Regions from separate parts of the Capsicum annuum genome. Here region 2 is linked to region 1. A link is a contact called in public Hi-C data. All regions are on one chromosome and are shown on one strand. The core of a region is the stretch at or near the end of the contact, and the rest is flanking DNA. Distances in the headings are between cores, read along the strand shown.

Evidence for each region. A called contact is a pair of places that touch in the nucleus more often than the background predicts.
Region 2: a contact with region 1 is called in a Hi-C map of bud, with 2.1 times the contacts expected there. The contact joins two enhancer-like sites. A contact is called at or near these places in 2 of 5 Hi-C or Micro-C datasets (bud and placenta).

What each region holds. Positions count from the first base shown.
Region 1 is chr4:92,356,284-92,361,430 of UCD10Xv1.1, reverse strand. No RefSeq gene overlaps it. Among protein-coding and RNA genes, the nearest start is that of LOC107867825, 64 kb to the left of the region's middle. Within about 2 kb of position 2,055, at least 3 of the 5 cell types and tissues checked have an H3K27ac peak or open chromatin away from gene starts, as enhancers often do.
Region 2 is chr4:92,407,596-92,413,491 of UCD10Xv1.1, reverse strand. No RefSeq gene overlaps it. Among protein-coding and RNA genes, the nearest start is that of LOC107867825, 12 kb to the left of the region's middle. Within about 2 kb of position 3,126, at least 3 of the 5 cell types and tissues checked have an H3K27ac peak or open chromatin away from gene starts, as enhancers often do.

The DNA of each region.
Region 1 (5,147 bases), core at 806-3,305:
AAGCAGAAAAAATGCTTCTGCTTCTTCCCAGAAGCAGAAAAAATGCTTCTGCTTATTTCTAAAAGCACTTTTGAAAGTTTACCAAACACCTTTTTTTTTTTTAAAAAAATGCTTTTTCTTCAAAATAAGTGCTTATTTTGGGAAATAAGCAATCCCAAACATGTTATTAATCACAATTTAAATAAAACTTTAAACTTAACTAATAAAAATTGTCACCATTTTTAATTTAAAATTTTTTTAATCACCTCCTACCTAATTTTTTCAGATAACAAGTCTCCTTTAATGGAGCCTACTTAGGTACTCACCACATGGTTATACCGATAAAAATATGTAGACCATATTTAACTCTCCCTACATTAATGTTTGAGAGACAAAAATGAGTAATTTAAATATACAGACATGAAACAATTCTTACTTAAAAATGAGTAATTTAAATATACAGACATGAAACAATTCTTACTTTGCCATATTGTAAGTAGTTTCATCACTGATCCTCTATTTTTTCCTTTCCATATATTTGCATCGTGAATAAACTCCACCAAAGACAAAAAAAATGGTATATATGATGCAATAATCTAGAATGAAAATGACTTCAATGACGAATACATTCCGTCCGTCCTATTTTACCCGTCCCAAATTGAAATGACACAGCTATTAAGAAAACAATGATTGGTAATGTAACTTTTCCATTTTATCCCTCTTAATTGTGTCTTGTTGTTAGTTTCAATATTGATGGATGACTAATACCAAAACATCATTGATATTCTTAATGATATACTCTTAATGATACTCCTCTTTACAACATTTTTCAAAAATGTTAATAATAAAGAGTAATCAATTACACTAAGGGTATAATGGAGAAAAAAATTGTCTTGTCTTGATAAGTAAAAAAAGGATAAGTAAAATGGGATAACAAATTAAAAAATTTGAGATGAGTAAAATAAGACGGAGGGAGTAATAATTAGGAACTCATGAACAGGTTCACTTTATTTAATTAAAATCCCTTCACTTAAATTGCGTTCCTATTGTATTTCTAAATATCCAAGGAATAATAAGAAACTCATTTTGCAAATAGAAAAATATGATTAGCCTCCACTTCAAGAGAATTAGATTACTAAAAGATCATTCAGTCTAAAAATACGAATACCTTAATTGAAAATGACTTTTGATGGGATAATGGAGAATTTTTCTTTTCCTTTTTTTTTTTTCTCTTTCTGCGTAAGCCCATAATTTTATTTTATTTTTAAAAAATAAAATAGAAAATAAATGTGATGAAATGATTCTTTTAGGTATATTTAAAATCCCGTATTACTTGTGGAGCCCATATTTGATCTTGAAAAACAAGCATCAGGACCATCAAATATATGCTGCTGAGTGGTATGCTGCAAAATTCCTTTTGACATTATCTATGAGCTTGAGCACTTCAAAGCCCGTTATTAATCCATTAATTATATTTACTACATCTTTTTAGTACATTATATGTGTATTTTTCTTTTTGGTAGTACTATCTTACTTTAAAAAATTAATTTTAAATATTCTCTCATATCCTTAATAAAATGTTTTACAATTACACAAATGTTTATAACTCATTTAAGATTTCCAGTCAACTTCATTAAAAATTTGAATTTTTTTTTTTTGCATATATCTTAGTTGACACGGGCATGTAAGTCATGTTATATTGTTGGATATACTAGATATGACCAAATAATAAATCTTTTATTTTGTATTTTTATTTGTGAAAGATCATGTACGTTTGGAAGTTCCTGATGATTAATTAAATTGAGTTTCATTATGAGGGTAATTCTAGAGAAATTCAAAAGCAAAATAAAGCTTATGTGATTGCTTCTATAACTGGAGAACTAGGATAGACATTTTTACATTGGATAGTTTAATATTTGGATGGTCCTATCTTTATTAATGTTTTTGCAATTTACAACAATAATACACATATATACTCCGTATATATTTATTTGGGGCATCGGAGGAGTCGGGAGAGAAGGAAGGGCTAAGGTAAGTAGGGGTGAGTTGTTGTCATTGACTTTGGGGAAGCAAGAGGGGTTTTAACTCGTATTTGACAAGGGAATGACCACTTGCCTCTGTATAGGATTCTATTTTTGAAAGCCCTCCTCCTTTGGTTGTTTCTGTATTATTGGTCAATACAAAAAAAGGTGTTCTATCAACTATGGCAAAAGGATTCTTTTTTTTTTTTTTTTTTTTGATATTTCTTCTCTACAAAACAAAAAATTGCCGGAAAGGGAATTCATACTTGAAAAACAACGCTTTGGAGCATGATGAATTAACGAATATGGGTGACCATGCATGTACCAGTTCTACTATAGTTATAGTTATATACTTATATAAAAATATTTTCTACTCGTGCACATTATTCAGATGAGATCAATTTTCTTCCCCAAACATTGTCAGAAAACAATCGAGTGACGTCCGAAAATTGATTAGACGCATTTATATACGATTCTAGCTAGTGCACATTAAAAGAATTTGGTATTGTTTTGATAGATAGGAATATTTCAATTTGCATAAAGTTTGAGATATTTTGATAAACGACATAGAGGTCTGAATATTCTTTATATAGGGATTTTTAAAAATATTTAAAGTAACCTAGAAGAATAAAGTAGTATAGTAGTATTACTTTGTGTCTTTGTTATCCTTAAGCTAGGAGCTACTGAATTATTTGTAGTACAAGAATAGTCAATAACTCCTATTCCAAATGTTGATAGATATGTTTGGCATTTAGTACCAGCACAAGCTAAGGCATTAACGGACACTTTTTGAAGTAAGTATGAGAGGGTGTTTGGATGGATTTAAAAGTTGATCAAAATAATTTTTAAAAAGTTAAAAATTGTTTTTTTAAAATAAAAATATCTTAATTCTTACTTTTTTATTTTTGGCTTAAAAGTCATTCTAATTTGACCAAGTAAAAGATATCTTTATACATTATAATTCTCACATACTTTAAAATTATCCTCATGTTTGTCCTAAAACATTTGTTCTCTTCTATCATTTTTATGTTTTCTCTCTATTTTTGTGTTTCTCTCTTTAGGTTCGCATTTTTCTCTCAATTTTTTGTCTTTATTTCTTTTTTTTTTAATTGGTTGTTGACAATTTGATGCTTGTGGGGTTTATGAGTAATTGAGCAGAATTTTTTTTCTGGTAGTTTATTTCACTGAAACAACAAATTTTAATGGGTCATTAGCAATTCAGCTTCTTTTAGAGCGACTTTTGTTCAATTTTCTTGAAGAAAAATAGAAAATCAATAAACCTATTTAGTTGAAACAACAATTTTTGCTCTTTTTAAAGTGTTTTTGGTTCAGTTTTCAAAAGAAAAAAATCTCGTAAAACAAAAATGGGCTAATTAGTGTGGCAAAATTCACAAAGAAAAACGAATCCATATAACTGAAACAACAAATTTTGCTTCTTTTTAGATCTCTTTTATTCAATTTTAAGAAGAAAATGAAGCACAAGCAACTTATTCATTCACGAAAAATATTTTAAGAAAATAAATGTATTAAATAATTTATATTGAAACTGAATAAAAATTTAAATTAATTTTAAAAATAAAAATCTAATAATAATCAACTTTATATAATATTAACAATTATAAGGGTATTTTAGACATTTTGACTAAAAGAAAGTGCTTAACAACAATTGTCTACCAAACACATCTACAATTTTTTTCAGCTTTAACACTTTTATCCAAATACATAACTACTTATTTTTAAAATAAGTTTCAGCACTTTCACAAGCACTTTTAAAGTGTTTTTTGAAATCCATTTTTTTTCCAGCTTATCCAAACAGACTCTATATATGGAGAATAAGAACGCCGTCTAAGGTATCAAGTGTAGTAATTAAATTGTCTCAAGGGGTTGTGTTACTATGAAATGTAATATTTCGCATGAACAAATTGAATGTAATAAATAATAGAACTAATTGAAAATATTAGTTAATACTTACAAAATAATTTTATAAGACAATTAACTTACTTTTCACTTTCATGGAGGGTGAAGATTAAGTGACTATTTTATGAAGGTTATTTGCATGCATAAATGTACAATAATGTTATGATCCAAAAATCAAGGATAGTGATGAAACCTCTCTAATCCATCAATAGATAAGTCAATACATGAACCACATTAAGAATACGATAAATACAAATGCAAAAGTTAAAGGAATAACATTGAATAAGCCAATAAGGGAAATCTTTCATAGGAATCTCAAGACTGAAAATGAAACAACGATAATCTCTCCCAAAATTCGAAAGTCACTAATACAAGTCTTTGAAAAGTTTGATACATCTATGAAAGGCTAAAAGACAATAAGGGAAGTAAAATGAGATGACAAACAAGAAATCTGAGCATGTAGCGGGTCAGCTAAGTATATTATCAGTTTAAGTTTACCTCTTTCAAACTTCATAATCAAAATAGAATTTTTTTTTGATTCACAAATAACTAATAAAATCTCAATTTTCATCAAATATTATTATACTTTGACTCAAATTCTCAAAGAGGAGTAAAATCATCAACTAACATGCTCAATAAGCCACTTTTAAAGACAACTCATACTAGTAATGCTAGCAAATCAGGAAAAATAGTCCAAATATGTTATGCTCCGAGCCCTCACCCTAGACATAACATACACTTGAAACCATGAGCGGACCGAGAGAACCACTTAGTCTAGTATGAGACTAGAAAATAAAAACTAAACTTTGATAAAATGTGAAAGCTAAAAGCATGGGCTAACTTTTGTAGATAGAATGAAATAAAATAACTTAAACTTTTGTTAATTAAAATATTAAAATAATTAAAAATTGGTTACAATTGACTTGACTTAACTATGTCTATGAAGTCTTTACTACATTCTGAATACAACTACTTTTATGTAGCAAAACAAACTAAAGACTGGAATACTACTAAGTCTTTCAAAATAATGAGAACTCACTCAAGCTAGTAACATAGCCTACTGAAGAGTCGATACATGTACCTTCATATCTAAAAGATAGGTGGCTAAATTATCCAATGAAGTAGTGCCAAAAATAGATGTTATTACTTTAAATGTATTGACATGTAAAGCAGTAAAGTAAAACAGTACTAATCTCTGAACTGATAAAGCTGAAAAATTAAGACATGAAT
Region 2 (5,896 bases), core at 1,877-4,376, 51 kb before region 1:
TTATAAAAAAAAGGTGAAAGACAATTTTGTGTTTGATTAGAGTATTAAATAGTATTCAATTCTATACCATTCAAAATTATACAATTTAGTGTAGATGTATTGTATCCTGTACTCTATTTATTTCATGTGGGATCTATTCTAAATGATAATTCTACACTTCGAAATCAAATACACCAAATCTCAAGCAGTGGCCTCCCAATGTTTGCGTTGTTTTTCAAAGATTCTTATATTTCTCTCTATCCATAGACAAAGTCAAGTTTCGAGCCTCTTCACTTTTATAAACCAAACCTTTCCCTTCCAAACCATCTAAACAACTCCTATGATTTGCTAATGCTGCACTTAGCCAAGTAACAACATCATCACAATTGTAATTTACACTTCTTGTCATCACCAGAGACGACTAACCTTGCTAGCCTCGGCTCAATATGTCTTCATGCATAAAGTTCTACACACTCATCACTTGTTGCAAAATTATTTAGAGAAGGAAACCATATTGGTCTACCGCTACTTTGTTAAGACGTCCTTTTGAACCCATAGCCCACTTTATGGCACGTAACACCCCATGCCTTGTTCTTTTAACCACAACATCATTAATAAAATCTTGGTTGCTAGTGACAACATTATTGTTAGCAACAATGGCTAAATGTATATAATGGAAAAGAAATATGAACTTGAATAAGAGTTATCCATCTTCAATATATATGTCATATAGCTTAAGGTTTATTTTGTCAAAATAAAAATAATTTGTAGCCAATACAAAAGGAAAAAAAGATATTTATACCATTTTCACTCTATAAACAATAATCTTGAGAGCATGTAACTGTTATCAATAAAGAATTAATCAACAAAACGATTCTATAATCAATACGTACGTCATGATGGCATATTAATATTTTATAGTCACAAAAATTTCATACAAAGATGTTTAAAAGTTTCTTATAAAATAATAATCAAGTCTTAGAACATACTAACAAAAAAGAATAAAAGATCAAAAAAAAAAGAAAAACAACCATAAAATAAAAATTCGAAGTTTATGAATCCCATGACTGCAATCACGTACTATTCGTAAATTTGATATATCCTTGGCAATTGAGAGAGACTATACAAGTAAATAATAAAGAAGAACAAAAACAAATTAGTTGCAAAATATAAAAATCAATAAAAAAAGTTATTTGAAACTCTCCATACCCAGTCTGATAATTCATTCTAAAGTTGATGTGACGAAGGGCAGAACTCAAAATTATCCTATATATATGAAGAAGTTGTAAATTATTCCAAAATTATCCCCTGTGGCCTACTTGTCTTAGGGTTTTAGATTTGTGAGTTAAAAAGTTCTAGTGCATGTAAAATTTTTATACATTAATTTTGGATTTCACATCACTTTTTCTAAATAGTATTTGATTTTTAATCAATAATATGTTTCCTTATCAAATAATATTTCTTAATTTTCATTAATTTTGAAATCTTAAAAATTATTATGATAATTTAATGACAATAATTTGAGGGAAAAGGTGAAAAAACTATTTTGTCTATTGTGGAGTGTTTTAATAAAGGGTAAAAAGTTCAAAGCTCATTTTTAAGGGTCTTCACACTTTTAATATATTATAGATATAGATATAGATTATAAATATATACATACATACATATATATATATAAAATTCTTTAAATTTCCATCTTCACTGCCTTCTCCGGCAGTTACCACCACCGAACTCCGGCGAATTTAGCCTCCACTTTTTTGCCACTGCTTTGCCGGAGGCGTTGGCCGGCGAAGCTCCGAGCTTTCAGCCACCACTGTCGATGCTCCTCCCTTCTTTTCTTGTACCATCCATGTCGCTTTCTCTCTCTCGAATTTGGAGCCCACCACAATCAACGCACTCGGAAAACAGCTCATCGTCACCGCCATCGCTAGCTGGCGAAAAATTCGGCTGAGCAAAACTCCAACTCGCCATCTCCCTTATCAACGCCGCCCATTTCTCCCTCTACTTCGTCGCTGCTTTATCAATTGAGTGATGCTGACAAGATGGAGAAAATAAATAAATAAAAAATCTGTATAATGGGCAATTGCTCAGTTCTTCACAAGATGCTTCTTGTAAAATGCTTGAAGCTAAAAGGCAAAGTGGTTCTAATGCTTGGAGAACGAACATCTGATGGTTTGGTAATCCAAAACGCGGACTTTGAAATGAAAAAATTAGTTTTATCTTTGATCTGTTATTATTAATTAAATTTGATTTTGATGTGCGAAAATAAAATTAATTTGTTTATTCTTGATCTTATAGAAAAATTTATTTGTTATATAATTTGTGTATTTTATTCTTCTTATGATTGTGTATTTGATTGAATATTTTTGATTGATAGAAGTGAAAAAAAAAAAATGGAGGAAGGAAAGACATGGGATGGTGGGTGAGGGAAGAAGAAGCCATGGGGTGGTGGGGTGTGAGGAAGAAGTGAAAAGAAAATGGGTGAAAATTTTAATGTGGGCCCCACTTAAATTATTTTTACACTTTTTTTTTCACTAAAATGCGCCCTATGTTTTTTTTTTTTTTCCACATCAGCTTTTAAAGGAGTAAAATAATACATTTTAAAGTTCATAAGGGGGGTAAATAATTACAGATTAAGTTTAATGGTTAAAATAAGTTTTTGTTGCAACTTTAGGGGGGAAAACATGTATTTTCTCATAAAAGAAAGAGTACATTTGAAAAGTTAATTAACAATGAGGATAAATATGACATCAAAGGTAAATTTAACCCCAAAATATGACATCAAAGATAAATTTGATCTCAAAATATGTTGAAGAATATTAGCCAATTTTTTAAAATAAAGAGATAAATTTGACCTCAAAATATGACAGATAGGATAAATTTAACTCCAAAATATAAGTGAAAATAAATTTAACCTCAAAATATAATGAATGATATATTTAATTAATTTTTAAAAATTGAGAATAAATTTGATACTTTTCCCATAAAAAAAAAAGACTCAGGTTCAAAAGGGAAAAGGTAAGCTTCCAAGGTCAATGGCAGTTGTAATTTTACAAAACTAAACTCTCCAGTTGAGGATCAAAGATTAACAAGGTGACAGGAGGGAAGAGGGGAAAAGGAAAAGAGGAGACTTATCCAAATAGGACCAGAAAAACACACAGGAAGTTATTAAATTACTGCCACATAAGTTATTGTCATTTAAGTTCACTGTTGCAGCTTTTCTTGCCTTTTCTGTTATTTTAAAATCTATAAAATCTTAATGACTCAAAATAATGACAACACTCTTGTGGCTCTAGTAATTTCATACTTCTTCTTTTCTCATTGTCAAAGGAGTATTCTTTCCATAAAAATTTATCTCTACTTGATACACACATCAAATCAAATTTCTATTATATAGAAGAGATGGTTTCGAACACTTCTTTCAATTACCAAAAAATTCAATTACTTTCACATAATTACATATGATGCCCCAATATATAATAATTTTATTATAATAATTTAAATATTTAATATATTTTATTAATTTATATTAATTAACTATAACTACATATTGAAAGTAAAATTTATTTATTTATTTAATTATCTATCATGTTCAAAATTAATTTGTTGCCACAAATCACAATAATTAATAACTTAAAATATTTAAAAGACATGTAGAAATTTTATTGACTCTTACCAAAAAATCCCTCTACTCCCACTTAATTACATATCATGCCCCAATATATAATAATTCCATTATTTCATCATAATGATTTAAATATTTAATATATTCTATTAATTTATATTAATTAACTATAAGTACATATTGGAAGTAAAAAATTTTCATTTATTTAATTGACTATCGTGTTCAAAACTAATTTATTACCACAAATCACAATAATTGATAACGTAAAATATTTAAAAGACATATAAAATTTTTATTGACTCTCATTATTTTAGCAATGCCACATAAATTGAGATAAAACAAAAAGTACTGCAAATCATAATAATTAACAACTTAAAATATTTAAAAGATATCTAAAAATTTTAGTTGACTCTCAAAATTGTATCGAAGCCACATAAATTGGGACACAAGGAGTAATATATTATTTGATAATTATGTAAAAATTATTATAAATCACAATAATTAACAAGTTAAAATACTTTTTTAAAAATAGATAAAAGTTCTATTCAACTCTCAAAATTTTATCGGTGCAGCATAAATTATGACAAAATAAAAAATTATCTTAATTAATTGCAACAAAATATTTAAATTAAATCAATTTTATTATTTTAATTGACTTTTATATAAAAAATAATATTTTTATTTATTTATTTATTTTAGAAAATTTAAATTTTAAAATTACTTTTTCCTTATATAGAAATACTAATATTTAAACTTAACTTAAAATTTTTAAATTACGAAATTAATAAATTTAATTTAATAAAATAGCTTTCTATTGAATATTTTCTAAGAATTTGTGTTGGGTCAATATGTATCAGTTAAAAAGAAATAAAGTAAAATATATAGTAAAATTTTATTATTGTGAAAGATAAATATAATGCACTATCCAATAATGTTTAATAATATCATATTTTTCATATGCAAATATAGCATCCTGTATTTAATTAATATACTATTTCGATGAATTATCGATGATTACTTTTGGATATGATAAAACTATTAATTTTATAGTAATAACATAATTAATCACTCTTAATTAATTATTATGAGTCATCTATGTATTAAGAAAATAAATAATATTTAATAAAAAATAAAATAAACATAAAATATGAAATTAACACTTAATGTTTTAAATTAAATTTTCGTCTTTCGAACGATATAAAGCATTATATATTAGTTGAAAATGAAATAAAAAGTACTGTAAATAATAACAATTAACAAAAAAAAAAATTAAAAATTTATTGATTTCTACTTCAGCTGCTTCAGTCGTGACTTTACTATATCACCTCTAATTAATTATTATGGTCATTTAAGCATTGTGCCACATAAGTTGAGATAGAAAAAATATTATAAATCACAATGATAAAAAATTTAAATTATTTAAAAAATATAATTGGTTGTCATCGACACAAAATTCTGGACAAAGAGAGTAGCATATATTATTCAAAAATTCCATAAAAAGTATTATAAATTACAATTGTTAACAATGTAAAATATCTAAAAATAATTTAATATGTTATATATTTCAAAAAAATTACATGAAAAATACTAGAAATCACAATAATTAACAACTTAAAAAATTTAAAAGATATAAAATATTTGATCGACTCTTGAAATTATATTAGTGTCACTGAAATTGGAATAGAAGAAAAGTATCATAAATCACAATAATTAAAAAATTAAATTATTTTTAAAATATAATTGACTATCAATGTCACAATAATTTGGACAAGAAAAGTAACGTATATTAATTTGAAAATTACATAAAAAATATTATAAATTAAAATAGTTAACAACTAAAATTATCTAAATACATATTAAAATAACATATGTTGAACTCATGCTAGATTCCGGATGAATCCTAAAAAACATATGCAATCCTTTTATTAAAAAAATTTATTTAAATGTATCAAGATTGAAAAGATAAATAAATATCTTAATGTTGGGTCCGTGCTGACACGGGTCGTGCTCCTCTAGTATATACATATTATGTACTAATGTGAATTTAAAATTTATATTATTTATTTTTTATTTTAATTTATTTAATTTCTTAATTATGTTAAATTATATTAATTAGATTTATATAACGAATGTAGATGGTTTTTTACCTACTCCTTCTGTCTCATTTTGTTTGACCTATTTTGAAGCTCAAATTTTTTAATTTTTATATATTGCTTTACTTAGTTATTTAATATTACGAATAAAAATTAAAAATAATAAAACTTATTCATTTTATAAATTAAATAAATTAAT